3 separate regions of the Gossypium hirsutum genome follow, and regions 2 and 3 are each linked to region 1. Evidence: chromatin contacts called from public Hi-C data. All regions are on one chromosome and are shown on one strand. The core of a region is the stretch at or near the end of the contact, and the rest is flanking DNA. Distances in the headings are between cores, read along the strand shown. Region 1 holds the start of LOC107899435 (LOB domain-containing protein 38). Region 2 holds the start of LOC107888696 (formin-like protein 6). Region 3 holds the start of LOC107888693 (probable N-acetyltransferase HLS1).

What was found. Hi-C and Micro-C count contacts between places; a contact is called where the count stands out from the background.
Region 2: a contact with region 1 is called in a Hi-C map of leaf, with 2.5 times the contacts expected there. The contact joins the promoter of LOC107888696 here to the promoter of LOC107899435 in region 1. A contact is called at or near these places in 2 of 34 Hi-C or Micro-C datasets (both in leaf).
Region 3: a contact with region 1 is called in a Hi-C map of leaf, with 2.0 times the contacts expected there. The contact joins the promoter of LOC107888693 here to the promoter of LOC107899435 in region 1. A contact is called at or near these places in 3 of 34 Hi-C or Micro-C datasets (all in leaf).

Annotation. Positions count from the first base shown.
Region 1 is chrA11:63,834,907-63,840,046 of Gossypium_hirsutum_v2.1, reverse strand. It overlaps LOC107899435 (LOB domain-containing protein 38), which reads right to left and starts at 3,100. Exons shown (of 2, transcript XM_016825154.2): 1 at 2,485-3,100; 2 at 1,503-2,386. The coding sequence starts at 2,668. The coding sequence ends at 1,872.
Region 2 is chrA11:63,011,067-63,016,206 of Gossypium_hirsutum_v2.1, reverse strand. It overlaps LOC107888696 (formin-like protein 6), which reads left to right and starts at 2,975. Exons shown (of 4, transcript XM_016812870.2): 1 at 2,975-4,753; 2 at 4,849-5,051. The coding sequence starts at 3,222.
Region 3 is chrA11:63,148,022-63,153,161 of Gossypium_hirsutum_v2.1, reverse strand. LOC107888693 (probable N-acetyltransferase HLS1) reads left to right here and starts at 3,006. Exons shown (of 3, transcript XM_016812865.2): 1 at 3,006-3,430; 2 at 3,569-3,737; 3 at 3,834-4,832. The coding sequence starts at 3,251. The coding sequence ends at 4,708.

The DNA of each region.
Region 1 (5,140 bases), core at 1,851-4,350:
AAAAAGTCAGAATTTAAAATTTTTTACTACAAAAAGAATTGAGAACTTGACAAATTTGTTTTTCGAAAAGAGAGAATAATTTGTAAAATCATAATAACAAGATTATTATATTATGAAACATAAAAGTTTGGTTTTAATCTCAAACAACTTTATTTATATTCCTCAATTATTAAAAAGATAAAATTAAACTGGTGATTTTTGAAAGAAAAAAAAAACTTAAGGTTAATAAAACCTTAGTTGAATGATGAAGATTAAATTGAGTGGGCATAGATTTGAAGCTACTGTATTATTTTTGATATGATATTATTTTTTAAATAAATGAAGACTTGACCAATAATGGATATGAAGGATGATTTTTGATTTATTTACATTGAATACGAGAGAATGCAAGTCGAAGGCCAAAAGGAAGGCTGACATGAACCGTACCATTGACATCTGATTGGGTAAATGAGACGTAGAAATTGCGAAGTTTTGTAGGTCCCATTCTACACCGTCCCCTTGTCTCACCCTCCTCAAATAAATAAATAAAATGTAAACCATAATTCCCTGATTCTTTCGAAGTATGAGTTTCACCATCTACGTCTCTTTGCACTCTCCAAAAGCCGCCGAAAGGTCCCAAAGGCCCCATCCCATCTGTTTTCTCTATTGCCCTTCCCTAAACTCATTCATTTCCCTATCGCCACACTCTGCGCCTTTTTTCTTTTCCTTTTATGCAAATGTGAATTTGTTGTGGATAACCATCACCATGGATTTATATTTATAATAATAATAGTGAGTTCCCGTAGAGCCAGCCAGTTTTGGAATGCAATGAGTGAGCTTTGAAGAAAATTTTGGATTTATATATTTATATGGGAGAGAGGGGGATGAATTCACAGTTTATGTACACAACAACAGCAGCCAGACCAAAGACCCTAGTTTTGTTGGTTATGCCGAAACATTGTTTGCCTGCTTTAATCTTTTCCTCCAATGAAAATGGAGGCATACACTCATTGCCACGTATTTTGCCTTACAATATCAATTTTATCTTCTTACTTTTTAAGAGGAGAGGAGATGGATGGATGGGTCGATGCTTGAAACCAACTCCCTAGATTGGCTTGGAAGTTACATGTGCTGACTTCACTGATGATGAAATATATTTCGACCCTCAACTTGTAATTTGTCGGCCATCACTGGGCTGCCTATAACATTAATAAATATATGGACTTGAATGCAATGATACAAGAAATTAAATTCAAACCTTCAACCCAAATATATATATTAACACTTCCTACAGAGATCGAATTTAATATGAGCATCATAATTTATTATTAAAATTTGTGAATCACATATATATGGCCATTAAGAATGAAAACATATGTTGAAGTCTTGATTTTAATTAAAGAGTGGGTGATGATTTAGATTAGAAATAAATAGTGGGGTATACTTGATAATTTCCTGACCAATCAGAAATTCTTAAAAAACAAAACAACTAAAGCTTTGATCTCTCATCTAAGATCATAAACTGGGAAAAATATAAGTCTGATTTATTCGTGCCATGCATACAATCATGACTTAAACACAAAGATCATGAAAAGAGAAGGGTTACATAGTAGCCAAAGAAAATTGATTTTAAAGGATCACCGACAGATTCTCATTTTTCTCTCTAATTTCACAGCTTTTAACACCAAAAAATAATCCGATAAAAAGTAAAAAAAGAGAGAAATCCCATGTGCCGATAATACACAAACTCGCCGGAAAATTCATTTCCGGGGAAACACCTCCCCAGAAGTATCCAAAAATAATCTAAACCCCGGTTGCGGTGGTGGTAGCGGTAGAAATGAAGAATATTACATCGAAACTAGATCATTCCAAAAAAAAAAAAACCCTCCTCTTCAAACAAACAACTTGAGTAATTTTTTATCAGTTCCTCTGCTGCCTTGCCCTTGTTGATCTGCAAAAACACTTTCGAAGCACGTCGTCGTCACAGATTCCTCCGAGTTCATAGACGGAGTCCCTGGTCGTCGATTATCGGTAGCTCGCTTGCCTGTAAAGCTCGGGGTCAAGCCAAGATCTAGATCAGAGGGCTGTAGTTTCTTGAATTCTTCTTCGACTCTTTTACGCTTGGGTGAAACCCTGGATCTCGAATTTGAGAATCGACAGTTGGAGTTGAGATTCGTGGATGTCTCTCGCAATTTCCACATGTCCGTGCACGTGGCTTCGGACGTTTTGTCGGATGCTGGCGTCGGAGACATGAGTTCAGGCATGGAACGTAGAGATCCTCCTCGCAGGACGGTTTCCACCGCCGCTTGGCAAACGTGCCAGTTTCCGGTCCACAAAAGCCCCACGGCTCCGTTCACAGGGTTCACTGTTCTCCCACAAGCTTCGAGCAACAGCGACTGGAATAAAGCTGATCCAAAGATTAAGAAGCAATTGGAGTCAGAATTTGGTATGAGAAACAATAAGAGAAGAACAAAAAGAGAGAAAAGATAGAGGGCATGGGCATACCAGGGCGTTGAGATTCAGGAACGGCGGAAATAAAGGACATGAGACCAGCACGGCCGAAAAACTTGGCAACGAAAACAGTGGCGTAGCCTTGAGCTTCAGGGCTCTCAATCCATTGCAAACAAGGACGTAATATACAAGACTCACTGCAGCCTTTCCGTAAGACTCGGCAGCCGTTGCAACTCATGATCGGACTCAAGATTCAAGACTCAACTCAACAACTATGTAGTACTACACTTTTCCTGGCTTAGCATGAAAACCAATGTACTCTCTGAAACTTGGTTGCGCAGGCAGGGTGGCTGGCTGGTGTTAACAATGGAGAAATGGAAGAGAGAGAGAATAAGGGTGAGAAATGAGAGAGGAAGGAGGGTTTTAAAGAGGCGGGGAGGGGGGAAGGGAGACTAAACCCAGGAGTTGAGTTGAGTTAGGGGGTTGGGTTAGCGGGGAGTAGTGGGTTTAGTGTGGGAACAGTGCCTTGGGATGAGGGGAAGTGAAGAGGTTATAGATTCCAAAGTCCTGGGCATGAGCGGCCCCGTGTTTCCGCGAATGCTTGTCGCTCCACCGTTGGAAAATTTCTTTTCCCTTTTACATAAGATTCCCCTACTTCCCAGTTTTAAGTTTTCTTATATTTATTTTTTTAAAAAATAATTAACTGGTCAAATTTATTACAATTATTAACTTTATATTTCAGTCCAAATTATTAATATTTATAAAAATTTTAAAGTTAATTACTGTAATTTTCATTTTAAATTGATTTTTAAACTTTAAAGTTAAAAATGGTTTTGTACTCTTCTATATATTTTTATATAATTAATAATTTACTGTAATTCTCATTTTAAATTGGTTCTTAAACTTTAAAGTTAAAAATGATTTTGTACTCTTCTATATATTTTTGTATAATTAATGATTTAATTATTTAACTTCTGAATTTTTTGATATAATAATACTTTTCATGCATATACATTTTCAAATCGATCTGATATATTTATCATATCGATCTAAAAAGTGTATATATTAATATTTATTGAACAAATTAAAGTTTTTTAAACAGACCTTATTTTTTTATCTAAGCCTATTTTTCGAATCTAATTTTTTCTCAAACCCTCCCACATTTCGAGTGGACCTTCAAGCCGGGCCAGGTGGCCCGACCCATGAATAAGCCTAAAGTGAATCCCTCTCCATGAATTACAATATATATATTTATCATTACCTCAAGTTAATTTGTTTTTTATTTGAATATAGTGAAAAAAATTAGTTACTAAAATAGATATTTTTAAGGTTGTTTTTTAGAATAGTAGTTTAATATTCACGAGTGTCAGGTTTCTTTAAGAGTAAAGCAGTTGATTTTATTTCCAAGCCCAAGATTCTCGGAAAGTACAAAAAGTGCATCTAGTGTATATTCAAAGATCTTGACACCTACAAGTGTCGAGTTGATTGCAAAATAAACACCAGGGTATTTTCATTTAGTGATGACTATTAGCTTTTTAATTGTATTTAATAAAAGAAGACCTTAACACTCATGAATGTCGAGTTATATATAATTTGTTTGCATTTAATTTTTGACTTTTAAGGATTTTAACCTTAAAAAGTAGTGTTCAAGTCTACTTTAATTAAAATTTTATCAGTTTGGAAAACATAACTCTAATAAATGTATTCACAAGAACATAATGGGTGTTGAGTTCTTCTATATTTTAAATTTCATCATTTGGGGTTAACCTAATCTTAGTAAATTCATTCAATGGACATCGAAACACATAGATGTCGAGTTCTATATAATTTTTTTACCATGCCTATAAATAGCCTTTCCCTTCATTGATTTTTTCACACAACCAAAACTTTTTTTACATCATTGTTGAGTTTCACAAAATTTTTTGACGGAATAAGTTGGTGACTGCAAACTCACTATTGTCTTCAATCGAACATTAATTCAAATTGAGCAATTTGTGAGCATATTCAAGAAATTTTTGCCCATGTGTGTTAAGTTTGAGTGTCCAATAATAGCTTGGCTACTCATATGTAGATAGATAATAGCTCAGTAGATAAAAACTATCAGGTTCACCTTGCAGCTCAGATTATTAGCACATTCGGATTCATATTAACCTTTTCTTGGGCTTGGTACTCAAATTCAGTAAATTCACCAATATTATCATCATGATATTCTGGTTTTGGGAACACCTCAAATGAAGAAGGTTAGGTTTCTTCCTTGATTGCATTTGTAATGACCTGGTTTCCAATGGTGTCGAAAATTGTGATTTTGAGACCTTGTTTTCTATAACTCAAGTTAGTAAATATTAAATAGAGATATTTATGGAGTTACTATATAGATGAATTGAAATTCGATTAAAAAATTTAGATGAAATTGTGGTTAATTAAGGTCCATGGACTAAATTGTAAAATTCCAATCGCTATAGATTTTTAATTAGGAATGACTTAGGGACCTAGATAGTAATTATCCTATGGACTAAAATGGCTATTAAACCATTGTTTTCATATAGCCAGTGGATGGTAATGATAAACTGTTTAAGGTTAAGTTATTAATTAAAAATAGTTTAATTAAAGAATAAATTAAGATTAACTAAGGATTAATATTAGTATATAAAGAAAACACTTACTGGGAAGTTGTCATCTTCCTCCCTTAAGCCATCGAAACCATTAGAAA
Region 2 (5,140 bases), core at 1,726-4,225, 820 kb after region 1:
AAAAGGAGCGGCAAGCTTCTCCCATGCACATTTCCTTTGCCAATGACTCAACTCCACCTTCTTACAAATATTTTAACAACATATGTGAAGGAGAATTTCAATCATGTAAGTTTGACTTAATTCGCTAATAAACCCAAAGGATTGGCCTACTCGGATTAACAAGTTTCAACCAATTATTCGGGATATATCCATTGAATAACAGAAACATAGGGTCAAAATTTTATAGTAACAAAAACCATGTGCTTTGCTGTTGCTACCTTCCGCCATATGTTATCAATAATAATTTAACCATCAAAACATTGTTTATCTTTTATTCTTTATAAAAAAAGAAAAAGAAAACTCCTTTGTCATCATTACAAGCAAAAACAAAATTAATCTGTAAGTACTCTTTTACTTAATTAATCGCCTATAATACAGTTCTAAGCACTAACTAAACCCGTTTAAAGTCCAAAGGTATCTTCTCGTACTTTGTGAAAGAACTGGGAGAATATAGGAGGGGTTTAAGACTGATTAAAATAACCCAAAATAAGTCATTTAATTACTATTACGTTCATTAAAAAAAAAACCTATTACGTCAATGATTAGTTTTTAGAGAATATAATTTTTTGAAAATATAAATACAATTCTCGATTGCAAGCAAGTTGTATAATATTAGACTTCATAGCATGACCATCAATACATTTATATAATTATTATTACAATTAAATTATTAAATATATAAATTGATAATCAAAATATATTTGGATTTAGATTATAATAAATTTAAACATAACAAAATTTGGAATGAAAACCCACAAATGCAACATTCAAAAACCCCAAAATTGCAACCTTTACCAACAATTTATAATTTAAAATAAATCAATAATTATAGAAAATTAAGAGCAAAAGTCTAAGAAATTATTAGGAAAGAGCAGGGGTAATATTGGCTTGCAATTAAAATAAAACGCAGTACATCAGCAGAGCAAAAAAGAAGAAAAGGAATAATAAAAAGAAAAGGGGAATGGAGGCGGGAGCATGTCCCCCACATATGGCCCTCAACCAACTATACCAAGTGAGTCCGACTCCATCATACTTTTTTAGTACATTATATTTTGGGCTTCCGAAATTACATATTTCTCTAATTCTTCTCGTACATTTTACGTTTATTCGTTAACAAACTTGCCATTATTATTCTTCTTATAAGTATTATTATTAACTGTTATGACCATCATGTATAATCGAATTTGTCACCATCCTTACTCATCCAATCAGAGACAACCCACCAAGCCAATCACTAAAGCAACCTCCCAAAGACAACAAAAAAAAAATTGCATCATCATTAAGGTTAGATTTATAATATTTTGAAATAAAATTTATTTTTTATACAATTCTTTTTAAGTTTTGAACGAAAATTGAAGATGACTAAATTAGTAAATTTAGAGAAATTGTTGAAATTATTTAGTTTTCAATTTTTGAAGAATATGATCTAAACAACTTTCCTTCTTTTTAGTCTAATAAAGAAATTAATCTTTCAACTTTTAAATTGGAGAATAAATATATTTTAACGTATTTAAACTCACATTATCTTACATTAATTATAATACTGATACCAACCAACCATACTATTTAATATCATATTGTAATCGAGGAGGTATATTTTTAGTTAAATTTATGATCCAATTTTATACATGTGGTTTTGTTTGGATTGGATGTTTTGTTCAAACAAATTAATTATATATAAAATTTACTGTTTTAATTTTTATAAATTGAATTTATATGGTAAACAGATAAGTTATGCTAGACTTTTTTGGAAAATTTGTTTTTCAAAGACAACCGGATGTAACTTGTGGGAACATTTAATTTCACCTTTTTAAAGTAATTTATATCTATATATAATTAAATTTAAGACCATTAATTAAAAAAATTAAATTTCTTCCATTACTTATTTGTACATTAGCTTTCTATACAGAACTTTCCTACTAAAATTATTTTTTTTCCTCTGGTTAAAATTTCTATTCACTTCAGGCTTACTATCCACAAAACAGTCAAAGTTAATAATAATAATAATAATAATAAACCTACAAAAGAATTACTCCTTTCGGAATATCTGATATTCTTACCATTTGTAAATTTCAGATTAGGAGAATAAATTTCATTAATAATCTTATATTTTACTCACACCGTAGACTGACGTTGACGTAGTTATGACTTTAAAATTGGATTAATGATGAAATTGAACAACTAATTGATTTTTAATTGGATTGTTTAAAATAGGATAGATATTATTTCAAATAAAATAGTTGTTGACAGCTATCTTGTATATTCTTTTTAAATAAATATTTCTCCTGACACACCCACTTTTTTTTTTAAAGACACCACTCACTTTTCAGTTTTCAAATCATAAATTTATATTATTAATTTCTATTGTGATTTCGTTTAGAACCTAAAACTTTTGTTTTTCACACTTGCTGAGTTCTTCTTCCACTCTTCCTATTATGTTTGGATTGAGTGGATGGGCAAGAACCACTGATCTGAAGCAGATAAGGGCGAACAGGGGGGAAGGTGAGCAGAGGGCTGAGTGTTGATGATGGGGGGACTTTTTTTTTTTTTAATTTTTTTTACTTTTTGTATTGTTCCTGATTAAAAGATATTGAGATGGGTAGAAAACTGAGACATTTAGGTGGGCATTTGTCCGGTTCGGCTCATGTTAACAATTTTTTCAGTCGACAGTTCAGAGTCCAACCGTTATTTTTATCGATTCACAGTAAAGAGGGCAAAAAGAGATAATAGATTAATGAAATATGTGGCATATATATCTGGGTCACGACAAAAGAAGAAACAATTCCATAAAATAATCGGACAGAAAAGGACATTAACGTGGTCCTTTAATTCCCACCATTTATAGGGGCATAATCGTCCATTTACCTGGAAAACAGCCCCCGAATACCATAGTTGATTTGCTATTCCTCTAAAATAGCAGGTGTCATTCCAGTACAGTCCGAATAATTAATTAAAAATAAAAAATAAAAGATGCGACTATTGCCGATCTCATGTAGCATCCAAATCTAGAGGCAGAAAGAAGCTTCCCCCGCAGTCTAAAACAGCAGTACTCATATTTTTAGTATAATTTTCGTCCTTTTAGTTTGCTGTGTTATGCATTTTTGGCTAAAGGGTCCAACAGTTAGAGAAACAAAGTCCTTTCCCCCCTTCAGAGATGAATCTTCGACCCTGAAATTTTCACAATGAGATTGAGATCTCATCCACATTTCACTTTTTTTTTCTTCTTGCTTTCATTGTTCTTGTCGTCTTCTTCTTCTGTAATTCAAGATTTTATCATTTTTCATAGAAGAATTCTACACCAACCGTTGTTTTCGGTTGGTTCATCTCCGCCTCCAGGCGCTGACACTTTTTTACCTTCACCGTCTCCGCCGGCTCCAGATAGTCCTGTTTATCCAGACCCAAGTCAGCCATTCTTCCCTGAAGTTCCTTCAGGACCAGGGCAGACCGCAGATCAGAATCAACTGCCTACCCCACCATCTGCGCCTACTAATGGCTCGATGTCAATCCCAACCGCAACCCAGCCTGCCAAACCAGCTAAAAAGGTTGCAATTGCCGTCTCTGTTGGGATTGTCACTTTGGGAATGCTATCGGGGCTTGCTTTCTTTTTGTACCGTCACCGGGTCGCTAAACACCCTGGGGAAACGCGAAAGAGGCTTGTTGGAGGGAACTCCGATAGGTCGCAAGAAGACTCTAGGGTTCCACCCTCCAGCTTTCTTTACATTGGAACCGTGGAGCCCAGCAGGAGATCGGTGGGTGAAGTGAATGGTGGAGCTAATGGTTCGCCTTATGGTAAGTTGAATTCAGTGAGGAGGTCGGATCGATATAGGCCGAGCCCGGAATTGCAGCCATTGCCTCCATTGGCTAAACCTCTTGGGCTTGAGAATTCACCGACGGCAATGCCATCTCCATCTTCGTCTTCTTCAGATGAAGAGTCTCGGGGGACGGCTTTTTATACCCCTCAGGGCTCAACGATCAGCAATGAAGAAAGCTATTACACTCCGGTTTCGCGTCGGGTTAATGGCAATTTGGTGACTCAGTCGAGGAATGAAATGAATGGGAAAACAAATTCTGTTCCTTGTTCTAAAAGAACTTCTCCCAAAACAAGGATTTTAGCTTCTTCGCCGGAAATGAAGCATGTTATTATACCTTCAATAAAGCAGCAACAGCAGCAGCCACCTTCTCCACATCCTCCGTCGCCAACATCGCTACCCCTTCAACAACCACAAGGTCTAGGACCGGAGCCGCATGAGACTCAGGAATTTACTCACGCAAAAAGGCCGAAATTCTCCTCTCCTCCACCACCTCCAAATATGGCGCTACTTCGATCAATTAGCAACAATTCATCCCCACAAAGGACAAAAGTTCCTGTTCCACCTCCGCCACCGCCACCACCCCCTATGCCGCCACCAGCAGCCGTAAAACTGTCAGTACCCAGGTCAGTAAGGAATTTGAAGACCAATGTGACTCCAAAACCTGCCCAACTGTTGAAAAAGCATGAATCTCGGACCTCAAGTCCCAAAAACAGTGCAGTGAGTGGGGCTAGAAAGTCCATGGAAGAGGTGGTTAGTTACAAAGGTGTCAGTTCTTCAGAGAAGACAGACGGGGATGACATGGATAGTGCAAAACCCAAGTTGAAGCCTTTGCACTGGGACAAAGTACGAGCAACCTCGGAGAGAGCTACAGTGTGGGACCAGATAAAATCAAGCTCATTTCAGTAAGTTATAAAACTTGTACATTTTATGGGTGTAGATTACGTTTCAAGTACAATATGGGAAAATTTTCATTTATTTTTTGTTTGCTTGTTTACAGATTGAATGAGGACATGATGGAGACTCTATTTGGCTGCAATTCAACTACAGCAGCACCACCAAAAGAACCTATTAGAAGATCAGTTCTGCCTCCTGTTAAACAGGAAAACAGAGTTTTGGATTCAAAGAAGTCACAGAACATTGCCATACTGTTGAGAGCACTGAATGTAACAAGAGATGAAGTGTCAGAAGCTCTTTTAGATGGTATGTCATGGCTATCATTCTTTTCTATTTTCTATCATTTGTTCTTAAAACACAGCAATTGGCCGCTTGTTCATGCTTAAAGCTATCAT
Region 3 (5,140 bases), core at 1,757-4,256, 690 kb after region 1:
TGATAATCATTTTTGTGTCTATTTGGAACTCATTAAGTACAATTGAACTTACTCCGTTACTTTTCTTTCTCAAGCATTTAATTAGTAGAAGAAGATCAACAGAAGAGGAATAAGCTAAAGATGCGTCTGCAAGTGAGCTACTTGTCTATTTTTATATCATGCATGGCTATTTGGCGGATGGCATAAACAAACGTTTTGTAATTAACTTTTGCTTTTACCTCAAAAGTGTATTGTTTTATCTTGAAAAGAAAATTTACCCCTTATTATAAAAGTGTATCCCAAGCTTCCTTGATTTGCTATTTATGAACCCCTTTGTATGTATTCGTCATTAATGGCAACGGACTATTAATATGTTGTCTTTTATAATCCTTATCGTTTTCTCCTTTAAAATGTGTTACCGATTTAGAGAAAAGAACAATGGCTTGTAACTAAAAAGGGGAATCTTCATAATTGTTTCCTCAAAGATTTAAGTGAAACCAAAGAATTTTGAATCCGTTAGCAATGCCTCAGTTTGTTGGGTGATATGTTTGGCTGAATAAGGTACGCCAAGTCTTTTTGACGGGCTAAGGAGTATCAAAAGAAATGTGTAAAACCATTTTAGTTTTACACTTTTAATTTTACACTATTGGAAGTGGATCTCTCCTTATATTTTATATTATTATTTAAGAATTTTGTTAAATTATTGTCATCCATCAAACAAGTTATAATTTAGTTGTGAAATTATAAAATTTGAATTCAAACCATAATAATTTTACCAAGTAAATTAATATTTAATTTATTTATCAAACTTTATGAAATTACTACATATCTTTTTCATTTATATCATAAATATGTTGCAACCTAATAGGCATAAAGAAAACCACTCAATATTACAATTCAATAGAAAAATGCTCATAATTTTTACTATGAGCTATTATGAGTATGGATGTACCATATGTATAAGAGAGAATGAATGATTAAAATTAAAAGGTAAAGTCAAAATTTAAGGAAAAATAATTACAATATTAATTTACATATTCTATCCATTACATATATTTGAACTCAAAGGCTTTTTACATGTTATTTTGTGAAATTTTATACAATTTTTAGATTGTTTTAGAATAAAAACCAAAATAATATAATATATAAATATTAAAAATTTATTTATTATTTGGATAAATTATACCAGATGTCACTAAATTTTAATTAATTTTTAATTATTTTAACTGAAATTTTAAAATTTAAAAAGATACCATTAATATTTTCAGATGATTACAAAATATCATTAAACCGTTTATTGATGGGAAACCGTTTATTGGTAACGGAAACAATGATTTGACTTTATTTTAATACTAAAATTATTTCCTTTCTTTTTTAATATATATTTTTTTTCCTCTTCCTCTTCTTCTTCTTCTCATTTACCTTCCCTAGCCAACCCTAGTTGCCACTGATTTCACCACCATCGATGGCTTTCATCGGCTGTTCTCTTCATGCTGCTCTTCCGCACCATCCCATGCCATTTTGTGCCTAATGGATTGAGTCCACCGACCTCCTAATCCTTTTTCATCTCTCTTAAACAAAGTTCAGTCTTTTTATAATTATTATTTTTCTAATTTCAAAGAAAACAAACAAAATTAGCCAATCAAATAAAAAAGCAAAATTAATTGATGTTTTCGATTCATTGGGTCTGGGTTGCCCAAAGGGTCTGATATGGTGGCAGCTGCTGCACTCCCTGTCGCTTTTCCAAAAAAGCTAAAGAGGAAATTAAAGATACAATCATAAAAAAAAATTTTAGGAGATCTAAAACAACAAAAAAGAAAATCAAGACAGGGTCTTTAAAAACAACAAAAACATTTTGAATGAACTTTTTTCTTCAAAGAAACGTCATGCTTCATCTAGAGTGAAAGAGAGAGCAAAAAGACGAAAAATGAAAACAAATAGAGAAGAAAAGGCTAACATGTAGTAACCAAAAAGAACCTTAAATATGAGTTGCAAAATGCTTCCATGTTTTCTTTCCCTACCGTAACAAAAAACAAATTAGAAACTTTGCAATAAAATAAAAAAAGCACATAGAACTCCACGCATTAGTTATACACCTTCTTCCTCGGGGTTGTCGTCATATGCTGAAGTCAATCATATTCTCTTCATTTTCAAGCTTAAATGTTGAAAAAGAAAAAAACTTCAAACGTTGATGGGTTTAAGGGTTGGGGCTAGGCTTATCGATATCAAGGGATAGTCTTGGGAGATCCACCGGTGGGTTCGATGTCCGAGGAAGCCACTGGCGATGGTGGAATCGGTGGCGGATAGGGTTTACTGGAAAGGGAGATAAGATGGAAAGAAAGGAAGAAGAAGAAGAAGGGAAAAGAGAGAAAATAAAAAAAGGAAAAAAAGAAAAGAAATAAAAAATATATTTTTGGTGAATATAAAAATATATTTTTAAACACTGTTAAAGTGACATTTTTGTGATAATCTGATAATATTAATGATATTTTTATAATAATACGATAATATTAGTGATATTTTTGTAAGTTTTGAAAATTTAATGGTACAAATTAAAAATTAATTAAAATTTAGTGGGATATGGTGGAGTGTACGTTTTGTTATTATATCAATAATTAAAATGATGTATAATTGATGAAAATATTAATAGAATTAAATTATTTTGGTAAGGATGATTTGAAGAAATTGAGAAAATATTTTTGCCAAATGGCAGAGAAATTAATCAAAAAGAAAACACTGAGCAGACCCGCAGCCATAGCCGCCATTTCCACTTCCCCCCTTTTTTTGTGATGATTAATAATATTCTTTTATTTACTGCTCCCATTTAAATTTTATTTATGACAACATTTGTCACTAGTCTTAAAAGTGGGAGAAAGGGGAGATACATGGACAGACAAAAGAGAAGACAGAAGAAGGGAAAGGGACTTCAAAGCACTGAATTATTAAAAACAAAAAGGAGAGTGATTGAGATTCTATTCTTGAGAGACGAGAGAGAGAAAGAGAGGGGGGGGGGGGAGTAAATAAAAAGGCTTTTGTTCTTTTATAAAATAAAAATATTCCCCAATTCATTAGTATTTAAGAGGCAGCTTCAACCCGATTGTTTCTCTGTCGATGAACTTCTCAGTATCTCCTCTTCCTCAAAAGTAAACCTAACATACAACAATCTCTGGTTTCCAGAGACTTCCAAAGCTTTTTCTTCATTCGTGGTGTCTTGCAGAAGTGGTGTCCGTTGTTCTTTACTTGTGCAATTGAGAGTTAAAAAGAAAAAATCATGGGAGATGACAAGTGTGTTTTAGTAATAAGAGAGTTTGATCCGAGCAAGGATTTAACAAGTGTAGAAGAAGTTGAAAAAAGATGTGAGGTTGGTCCCAGCGGCAAACTCTCTCTCTTTACCGACCTCTTAGGCGACCCTATTTGCCGGGTCCGCCATTCCCCTGCTTTTCTCATGCTGGTACTGTATATGATATCCCTCCTCCCTTTTGTCCCTTTTTTTTTTAAATAATCTCCATTACTAAATTCCACTATTTATCTACGTATAATAAATACAGCCTTTAACATTAATATTTTCTGCATCTTTGTAAACAAGCAGGTGGCTGAGTTAAGCTCAACAAAAGAAATAGTTGGGATGATTCGAGGTTGCATTAAAACCGTTACATGCGGCAAAAAGCTTTATCGCAATAGCGAAAGCAATCATCCCACTAAACCCTTCCCCGTATACACCAAACTCGCTTACATTTTAGGCCTTCGGGTCTCCCCTTCCCACCGGTATTTACTATAAATGCCCCAACAAACCATTTTTAGTACGTTAATACATCAGTAAATGAATTATTTTGATTTCTTTGTTGGGTTTTTTATCCACAAGAGAATGGGAATTGGGTTAAAGTTGGTCCGAGGAATGGAAGATTGGTTTGTCCTAAACGGCGCTGAATATTCCTACTTAGCAACGGAAAACGACAACAAACCTTCTGTTAAGCTCTTCACTGATAAATGCGGTTACTCCAAGTTCCGTACTCCTACTATTTTGGTTAACCCCGTTTTCGCTCATCAACTCCCCGTTTCCAATCGGGTCACTCTAATCAAGCTTCCGCCGTCCGACACTGAGTTGCTATACCGCCGCCGGTTCTCCACCACCGAGTTCTTCCCTCGCGACATTGACTCGGTTCTTAATAATAGACTTAACATTGGAACCTTTTTGGCCGTGCCACGTGGAGGCTGTTACACGCAAAAGTCTTGGCCCGGGTCGGATAAGTTTTTACCAGACCCGCCAGAGTCGTGGGCTGTTTTGAGTGTTTGGAATAGCAAGGACGTGTTTAGGCTGGAAGTTCGAGGGGCGTCGAGGATGACGAAGGCGTTGGCTAAAACGACAAGGATCGTGGACAAGTTATTGCCGTTTTTTAGATTACCGTCGATCCCGGAAGTGTTTAGGCCGTTCAGTTTGCACTTTTTGTACGGTTTGGGAGGGGAAGGTCCACGCGCGGCCAAGTTTGTGAATGCATTGTGTGCACACGCGCATAACTTGGCTAAACAAGGAGAGTGCAGTGTGGTGGTGACTGAGGTGGCGACTCTTGAGCCGTTGAAAATGGGGGTCCCACATTGGAAGAGTTTATCATGTGATCAAGATTTATGGTGTATCAAGCGACTCGGGGAAGAATACAGTGACGGGTCTGTCGGTGACTGGACTAAATCACCCCCTGGACTTTCCATATTTGTAGATCCTAGAGAAGTCTAAAATCTAACCTACAAAGAAGGAAAATCTTAGTCTCTCTCTCTCTCCTTTCTTTTGCAAATAATTTTGGGGAAGATAAAAAGAGGGAATTAGAAGATATGGGTCTTTGTGTGAAAAAGAAAATGAATATCCTCTTTTTTTTTCTTTTTTTTTGGCTGTAGATATTTTGGTTTTTAGTAAATGGGATGTGGCTTTAAAGATCCTGTAGTAGCCAAACAAAGCCTTAGTTTTAGAAGCGGGGTTGAATATCTTTTTACAGAATTTTCTTTTTAGTTGTTCCAATGTTTAAAAACGGTTTTCTCTCTATAGGAATGAGAATAACGTATAATCAGAATATACTTGAAATAAAAAATAAAAAAAAAACTCCAATGAACTCTTGGGCTTTATTATTTTTCAGAATAGGGATAAAACCCTTAAAATTTTCTATTAATTTTG